Linked DNA regions of Rattus norvegicus: region 1 is linked to region 2. A link is a contact called in public Hi-C data. All regions are on one chromosome and are shown on one strand. Each heading gives the region's core, a stretch centred on a gene start, on an enhancer-like site or on the middle of the called end of the contact. The rest is flanking DNA. Distances are from core to core; before and after follow the strand shown. Region 1 has its middle 190 kb from the start of Sptssa. Region 2 has its middle 90 kb from the start of Trnaa-agc62.

Evidence for each region. Hi-C and Micro-C count contacts between places; a contact is called where the count stands out from the background.
Region 1: a contact with region 2 is called in a Hi-C map of psoas muscle, with 2.4 times the contacts expected there. The contact joins two enhancer-like sites. A contact is called at or near these places in 3 of 12 Hi-C or Micro-C datasets (kidney, liver and psoas muscle).

The regions. Positions count from the first base shown.
Region 1 is chr6:77,702,329-77,706,302 of GRCr8, reverse strand. No RefSeq gene overlaps it. Among named protein-coding and RNA genes, the nearest start is that of Sptssa, 190 kb to the left of the region's middle. Within about 2 kb of position 2,697, at least 5 of the 93 cell types and tissues checked have an H3K27ac peak or open chromatin away from gene starts, as enhancers often do.
Region 2 is chr6:77,517,834-77,522,055 of GRCr8, reverse strand. No RefSeq gene overlaps it. Among named protein-coding and RNA genes, the nearest start is that of Trnaa-agc62, 90 kb to the right of the region's middle. Within about 2 kb of position 1,810, at least 16 of the 93 cell types and tissues checked have an H3K27ac peak or open chromatin away from gene starts, as enhancers often do.

The DNA of each region.
Region 1 (3,974 bases), core at 1,448-3,947, 180 kb before region 2:
GCGACAATATTAGAAGGGGAAGTCTGTGCTGATTTACTTTTGTAAACTAAATACTATCAAGACTTGTAAGAGCAAGTTCACATGCAGTTCTCTGGATAGAACCTAAGGCAGAAATGGCCAATGAGCAAAGTGGGCGTGAGTCAGGTCACAGGAACAAGAGGGCTAAATTTAAACTGTTGTTAAGGAAAGTTATCTGAGTTCTGCGGCTATTAAACACGGGCACAAGGTCTATAATTGTCACATAGTCTTTGATTTAAAAATGAAACGCTGGAGATGTTTCCATATATGAATAAGTAGGCACAGAGAAAACCAGCCTAAAAACCTTTCAAGGAACCCTAAGCCGCGGTATAACATGCGTCCCTTCAGAGGAGACTGTGGGATGTGTACGAGTAAAGGAAAAAGCTCCGCAACAGTAGAGCGGGGTTTCCTGAGCCCCCAGCAGCCTCTGTGGGGGCCCAGCGAGGGCCTCAGCCCACATTCTGCTTTCCAGTGTGCTGTATGCATTGGTAATCCTGGTGAAGTCCCCAGGCACGCATGATGTAAAAACGGGAAAGCACCGGTGACGCTAAGATGGGTCCTCTCTGCAAGTCTGGTAGAAGCTGGTGGCGGGAGGATCTCTTCCTTTGTGAAGCAACTGAGAAATTCCCCCACGGTAGGGCCTGGGCTTTATGCATTGTCACAGAAGGAGTGTGAATCGTCAGCTTCACCTTGATTATGCATCCGTTATTTATACTTGCCACGGGTTTCCTACCAGCTCAGAGAGCAGTAAAACGAAGAAGTCCTAAGATGACTGGACTTCTATAACAATTCCACTGGGGCTGGAGTGCTGCTTCAGTGGTTAAGAGCATTGGCTGCTCTTGCAGAAGACCCATGGGCCACTCACAGCTGGCTGCAACTTCAGTTCCAGGGAATCCAATGCCCTCTTTGGGCCTCTAAGGACACTGCATGCACACGACGCGTGTACATACAGTCAAGCAAAGCACACTTAAAAGATTTATATATGTATACGAGTTTGCATCGTATGCACATCTGAGTGCCAGAAGGAGAGATCAGATACTATTAAAGATGGTTGTGAGCCATCATGTGGCTGCAGGGATTTGAACTCAGGACCTCTGGAAGAACAGCCAATGCTCTTTACTGCTAAGCCATCACTTTATCCCCAAGCAAAGCACCCTTTAAAAAAATCTTAAAAAACATACAAACAAACAAACAAACAACCCCCAAATCTCCAGGGATTGGTGAGTCTTAAGAATAACTGTTGCTTTTACAGAGGACCCAGATTGGATTCCTAGTACCCATGTGGCAGCTTACAACCACCCGTACCTCCAGTCCCAGGATACCAGACTCCTTCCTCTCACCTCTGGAGTCACCACGCATGCACGTAGTACTCATCCGTACATGCAAACAAAACACACATAAATGTAAAATAATAAGATAAACCTAAACATTTAAATTCCAGCAAACAGGAAAATCTGTGCACCTGTTATTTCACTGGCTTAATCACTACTATTTACTCAAAGACAAAGACAATACACTCTTGTTGACACGATTTCTATTTTAGACATTCCTATCATTTCATATTTTATGTTTTTATTCCATTATTTGGATAACTGCGTTACCCTCATATTTCTCACAGTGAATTCGGGAGCTCTTGGAGACTTCTAGAAATCCTACTGAACAATCAAAAAACGTATGGCCTGAAGCCTTACTTGTTTGGTTTTCTTCCTGAGGGCTAGGGATTGGACCCAGGGCTTGTACATGGTACACTAGTATTCTACACCAAGCTACATCTTAGCACTCTCCACTTTGGTAATAATATTATTCTGTATTGAAACACTTGACATTGCTCTTTCCCTGGCCCAGTAAACCTTTACACCCCCAAATGTAGTCAGCACCACAGGCTCTCTCCCCCTCCTCTTCCCTGTCCCTCTCCTTCCTTTCTCCCTACCCTCTTTTCTTCTTCTCCCCCTTTCCCTCTCTCCCTCTTCCTCCCCCTTCCCCTTCTCCCACTCTCTTACTCTCTCCCCCCCTCTTCTCTCTCTCTCCCCCACTCTTACCACTTTCCCCCCATCTCTGCTTCTTGACTTCAGTTTGAGATCTGCTCTGCTCTCTCACATCCTCATTGCCAGCATAGGATGCCACTGTGATCCCAAATCCCTCCTTCGAGAAGTTGTTATGGTGATTAGAAGGCTCACTAATGCAGGAGGACATGGAGGGAGGCTGCTGTCTAGAGACTACAAAGTTGCATTCCCTTGTCCTTAGTGCGCTACAGTGGCTACAGAGTATCACATAAGACTTTGGCCAACTGTGTGGGGCAATGATGCAAGAAAATTTGGAGATGTCAGGTCCAGAGTGGTCCCAACTATATGAGATAACCATTGTGTTGCTGGAAACTCCATGTAAGTTCTGTCCTGCATTTAGAACCTGTGAGCAGGAGACCAGAGACTAGACACCCCTCCCACTCCCCGCCCCTCCCGGGTAGCCCGTGACAGAAGAGCCTTATCAGGCTCACTAAAAGGCTTTTATGTTAGCTATTTCTTTTCCATGCCTAAATACTCATTTATGGAAAGGTCTGTTGTGGACATCTCCAGTGTTTCATTTTTAAATCATCCACTGTGTGACAATTATAGATCTTGTACTCATGTTTAATAGCTGCAGGGTTCGGATAACTTTCCTTAACAACAGTTTAAATTTAGCCTTCTTGTTCCTGTGACCTGGTTTGCTCCTACTTTCCTCCTTGGCCAGTTCTGTTTTAGGTTCTATCCAGAGAACTGCATTTGATGGATGTGTTTGTTCTCACTAGTTTTCACAGTATCTAGTTTATTAGAGTTGATCACCACAGACTCCTCTCTAATATCATCACTGTTTGAGCATCTGTTTCAGCAAATAGCAGGTGTGTTTGTTGTTTATAAGAATAGTGTGGGGTCAAAGCTAGTGGATACTATTCATCTTGGTGAATTCTTTCCTCAAATCATTTTTCCTTTACTGGAAATAGATATTTTTTACACAATCTATTCCAATTATGGATTCTCCTCCCTCCATTTCCCTCCCCCTGCCTTTCCCTCATCCAGACACACACCCTTTCTATCTCTTGTTAGGAAACAAAGAGGTATCTAAGGAATAAAATAAAATAAAATACCAAACAAAACCAAACAAGACACACGAGGACAAACCAACCAACAAAAAAAGAATCAAAGGAAAAGCACAATAAATGCATATAGACACAGAGACATTCTGGTGATTCCCATAAAAACATAAAACAAGAAGCCATAACATATACACAAAGGACCTATACTATATATTATATAGATATATGTAATATGTAATATATATTATACTATATACTATACATGTATATATAGTCTATTCCTGCACAAACATCATGACCAAGAAGCAAGTTGAGGAGGAAAGGGTTTATTCAGCTTACACGCCCACATTGCTGCTCATCACTAAAGGAACTCACATAGGGGAGGAAGCAGGAGTTGATGCAGAGGCCATGGAGGGATGTTAATTACTGGCTTGCTTCCCCTGGCTTGCTCAGCTTGCTTTTTTTATAGAACTTAAGACTACTAGCCCAGAGATGGCACTACCCACAATGGGTTGGGCCCTCCCCCCTTGATCATTAATTGAGAAAATGCCTTATAGCTGGATCTCATGGAGGCCTTTCCTCAAGGGAGGCTCCTTTGTCCAGCTTATGTCAAGTTGACACACAAAACCAGCCAGTATTATATATATATAATAAAGTTAGGGAGGAAGGGATGGGAGGGATGTATCCACTTCCTAGGAGCATTCTTGCAGGAAGGCTAACTCTTCCTTACCAAGTTGGTCTCAGCCCTGCTCTATGTATCCTGATGGCAAAGGAGGCATTTGAGTTACTGTCCCCTGGGCAAGGGTGAAAAGTCACAGCGAGACTGATTCTGAATTCTCTACCTTTATGTTTTTCTTCGATGGAATCCATGAACCGGCCATTAATC
Region 2 (4,222 bases), core at 561-3,060:
CAACTTAGACACGGGTGCATTTGAATGTCTGTTATTTTGCTATTAGGAACAGTACTAAGCCAGCCACACGTCTCCCCAGGATTCCCAGCCCCGTAGAGCCCAGGGGAGCTGTTATCCACATGTGACTGAGCCTGCTCTGCTGTGTCTGATGGCTTGTGCCTTCATGTCCTGTATTCATGCTTGTAACAATATTTATCAAATGTCTACTGGCCACTTTTTTTTTTCTGGTGCTTTGCTTGTGTTGATATACAAAGACTTAGGTGTCTGACGAGTCCTAAAACATAAACACTGATTTCACCACTCGTGTTTTTTGAAAGGGGAAAATAGAAATGCTGGTCGTCTATTGGCTAAGGTCACATAGAATCTGGACAGTCCAGCCACTGGGTGCTGAGCCTAAGCCTACCTTATGTTTAACTCAATGTGCTTAGCGGCTGCACTCAGCCACGAACTCTGAAGCTGGGACCTTGGGGTCCTTCTTTTTGCATTACCTGCACCCAGACAGTGCTTTCACTCTGGGGTCCATATTGCTGTTAACCACTTTGCTTTTTATTCCATGTCCCTTCTCTCTTTCCCCTCCTCCCTATATTTCTTTCCCTCTAAAAGCATTTTCTGTCTCTGATACCTCTGCTTCTCTCACAGGTTTTGAAAAAGTAGCGTTTTGGGCTGGTGAGATGGTTCAGCTATTTACTGCCAAATGTAAGACCTGAGTTCAATACCAAGAATAGAAGGAGACGATTGTGTCTAGGAGTTGTCCTCTCACCTCCACAAGACAGCCGAGCCACTCCGTGTGTGTGTGTGTGTGTGTGTGTGTGTGTGTGTGTGTGTGTGTACACACAAATAGATATAGGAAAGAAAAGAAAAGAAGTGACATTAGCCCAGGAGTGATGGTGCACATCTTTAATCCTGGCACCCAGAAGTCAGAGGCAGATGGATCTTTATGAATTCAAGGCCAGCCTGATCGGCATAGTGAGTTCCAGGACAGCCAGGGCTATGTAGAGAGGCCCTGTCTTAAACTCAACAAACTAAACAATAAACAAACAAACAAATAAAACAACAAGAGAAAGAAAGAAAAGGGAGTGAAATTTGCACATCACAAGTGTATAAAGAAAAAAAACCCCAAAAAATCAAAAAACAAAAACAAAAAAAAAGGAAAACAAGACAAAACAAAACCAAGTGTCTAAAGAAAAAAGCCCTTCTATAATGTGCCCTAACTTGGGGAGAAGTACTTGGAAGAGTAAAGGAGGTTTGACATTCTTTTGTGCCCTCGGGAGACCCAGACTTTCAACCCTGTAGGTTCAGAACCTAACTGTTGCATTCACACTTTCAGCGGCGAAGAGTGCTTCTAATTCTGTCTTTCAGCCGTCAGGCACGTAGGCAATTTCCTTTTATAAAGTTGGTGGTTAGAACTAAACAGGTGCAAGTTACTGGAAATGCAAACCATTCCCCACACGAAGGGAGGTGCGGTTGATAAGGGGCTCCCCGCCCCCTTTCCAAAGTTACCCCAATCAACAACCAGGCTCCCTGGGTCTTGACCCCTACATCATCCCCTCCCTCTCCCGGTATCCCTGTCACGGAGCTAGCCAGCCCAGGCTGCGTGCTGTACAAAGGAAACATCAGGGGCCAGGAGAAAGTCAAGATCACGCTGAGGAAAACTATCCCTCAGGCTCATCTCTGCCCTTATCCTCCTGCCTCTCTTTCTGTGAAGACGAACCCACGTAGTGTCTTGGGGCTGGGGATCCCTCTGGACGTGTGGAACCTGCAGGCAGGCTAGGCTAGGCGGTCCCCTCTCGGGAGGTGGGCAGGGTTCACGGTGAGGATGGCGCTGACTCACGCTTTCGCTACGTGAGCCTTGGTGGCGGGCTGGGCCGGGCGGGACCAGGACTGAGTCGTGCCTTGTGCCTGGCTACCTGCCCGCAGCTCACCCCGAGGGACTTAACCCTGGCCTTGGTGCAGCCCCACCCTAATAGCCCTGTGGATGGCTTCACAGTGGGAGCTGATCTTTGGTCCCAGGTGACAGCTAGGCAGGAGCAGTCGGGTTTCTGTACTTTGCATGTCCCTCGAGCCTCTTCTTGGTCTCTTGGGAGTCCACAGAAGCCACTGAACTTGCCCCTGGTTTCTTTCTTTTATAGCCTCTTATCTAAGTGAAGATGCTTCAGAATTACTGTAGGTTTTTGTTGCTTTCAAAATCTCTCGGTCTCTAAGCAACCCAATGCTGTAAAAAGGACAGGCTTCCTCCGTCCATTTACTGTGAGGAGCTCAAGATCCGCCCTTGTTCAAAGTTTTGTCAATTGACAGAAAAGAGAACTCCCCCACCCAGCAGAGGACAGAGCTCTTGACATTAATATAACCTTCTTTAACAACAAGCCCCATTCTCCTGTATCAGTGGAAAGTCAAGTGACAGAGAAAGGGGAAGCCAAGTGTATTGGTGCAGGCCTGAATCAGAAGCATCAGAAGTCAAGGTCATTCTTAGCTACCACCATGGCTAAGTAGCCAGTTCAAGGCCAGCACAAGCTGGCTACCAGAGTCCTAGTCTCAACAGCCTTCCCACTCTGCCAAAGCAGAGTGGGGATTCTAATTGTGTCAAATCACCCCACTCTTTCTTTAGTGCTGCCCTTTCTGGTACAATTAAAGGGACAATAGTGTTTGCAGGGGGACTAGGTAGGTCTTTGGGTATGGTGGGGAACACTGACTTTCATCTCTAAGTCCATCAGTGATCCCTGAACTTGTAACAGAAACAGGAGAGCCTAAGGCCCCTGAGTGGCACCTTCCAATACCGCACTTGTCTGGGGCCTCAGTAAGGCTGCAAATGGCGTTTCTGTCGCCTCCGTGGCCATGGACATGAGATGGAATATTCTTTTCCTTGTCTAGGATATCTCGGTAGGGAGAATGCCAGTCATCGCTTCCTTCAGGAAAGCCTGCTTTGCTCTTTGTTCATCATGGGAAACCATGGAGACCACAGTTTATATGAAACCAGTAGAGACAAACAAGCAAACAAAAATTCTGAAATGAATGTTGGGTTGTGACAGTGGGTGGCAGCTCACAGCTTTAATCCGAGCACTCCAGAGGCAGAGGCAGGCAGATCTCTGAGTTCAAGGGCAGCCTAGTCTACATTGGAATTCCAGAACAGCCAGGGCTATAACAGAGAAACCTGTCTCCAAAACAAAACCAACCAACCAACCAACCAACCAACCAACCAACCAAACAACAAACAAACAAACAAACAAAACCATCAACAAAACCCCAAACAAAGAAAAGAAAACCACAAGTGAAGGCGGTGGAAATTCTGCTTAGGCAGGGTTCTGGGTTACAGGATCTTGACCATGTACATGGAACTGTGCCTTTCATTTTGCTTATGATGTAGGCTAGGTTTTGTTCTGGTTTCTGTATTGTTTTAGAAAAGGGGATTTTCCCAAACACTTCCTAGAGGAAAAGATTAATACATATCTCATAAAAAAAAAAAAAAAGTAAAATACCCAGAATAGGAAGACAGAAGTCCTTAAACACAATGTGCTATTTCTGGTATATTCTAGGTGTTTAATAAGTTAATTGAATATACTTGAGAGGACTATGCAACATCGCACTGATAAACCCTTCGCTTCACTTTGACATGTTTTCAGTAGTTCTGCTACAGCTGAATGTTACATTGTTTCTACTTTTTGTCTAAGTAATATTTTCTTAAGGGTCTTTACATGTAAATATTTGGTCACTTGGTTAATGATTTGCATAGCTGCAATTTTAAGATCAAATGGCCTAAATGGTTTTGGGATTAGATCACGCTGCTAGGCATAGTCAGTCTCCATGCCCCAGGGAATGAATCTGTGTTCTACCTCTGACACCCAGCACCCAGCACCTAGCACCCAGCACCTAGCACCCAGTACCTGCTTTTAATTGAATGTTGCTGAATGAGAAGGATGGGTTTGGTTTTTCCCTTAAGGCATAAGTTAACTTGGAAACGTTAAAAGTATTTCATCATAGCCGGTTCTAAGAAGCTGAATTTGATGAAAGATCATGAATTATAAGAATTCCCATATTACTGCTTTGAAGACTTTTTATTGACTGATGGTCATAGGATTTATTAGAATGCTATTTATTACGGGCTGGAGAGATGGCTCAGCGGTTAAGAGCACTGACTGCTCTTCCAGAGGTCCTGAGTTCAAATCCCAGCAACCACATGGTGGCTCACAACCATCTGTAACAGGGTCTGATGCCCTTTTCTGGTGTC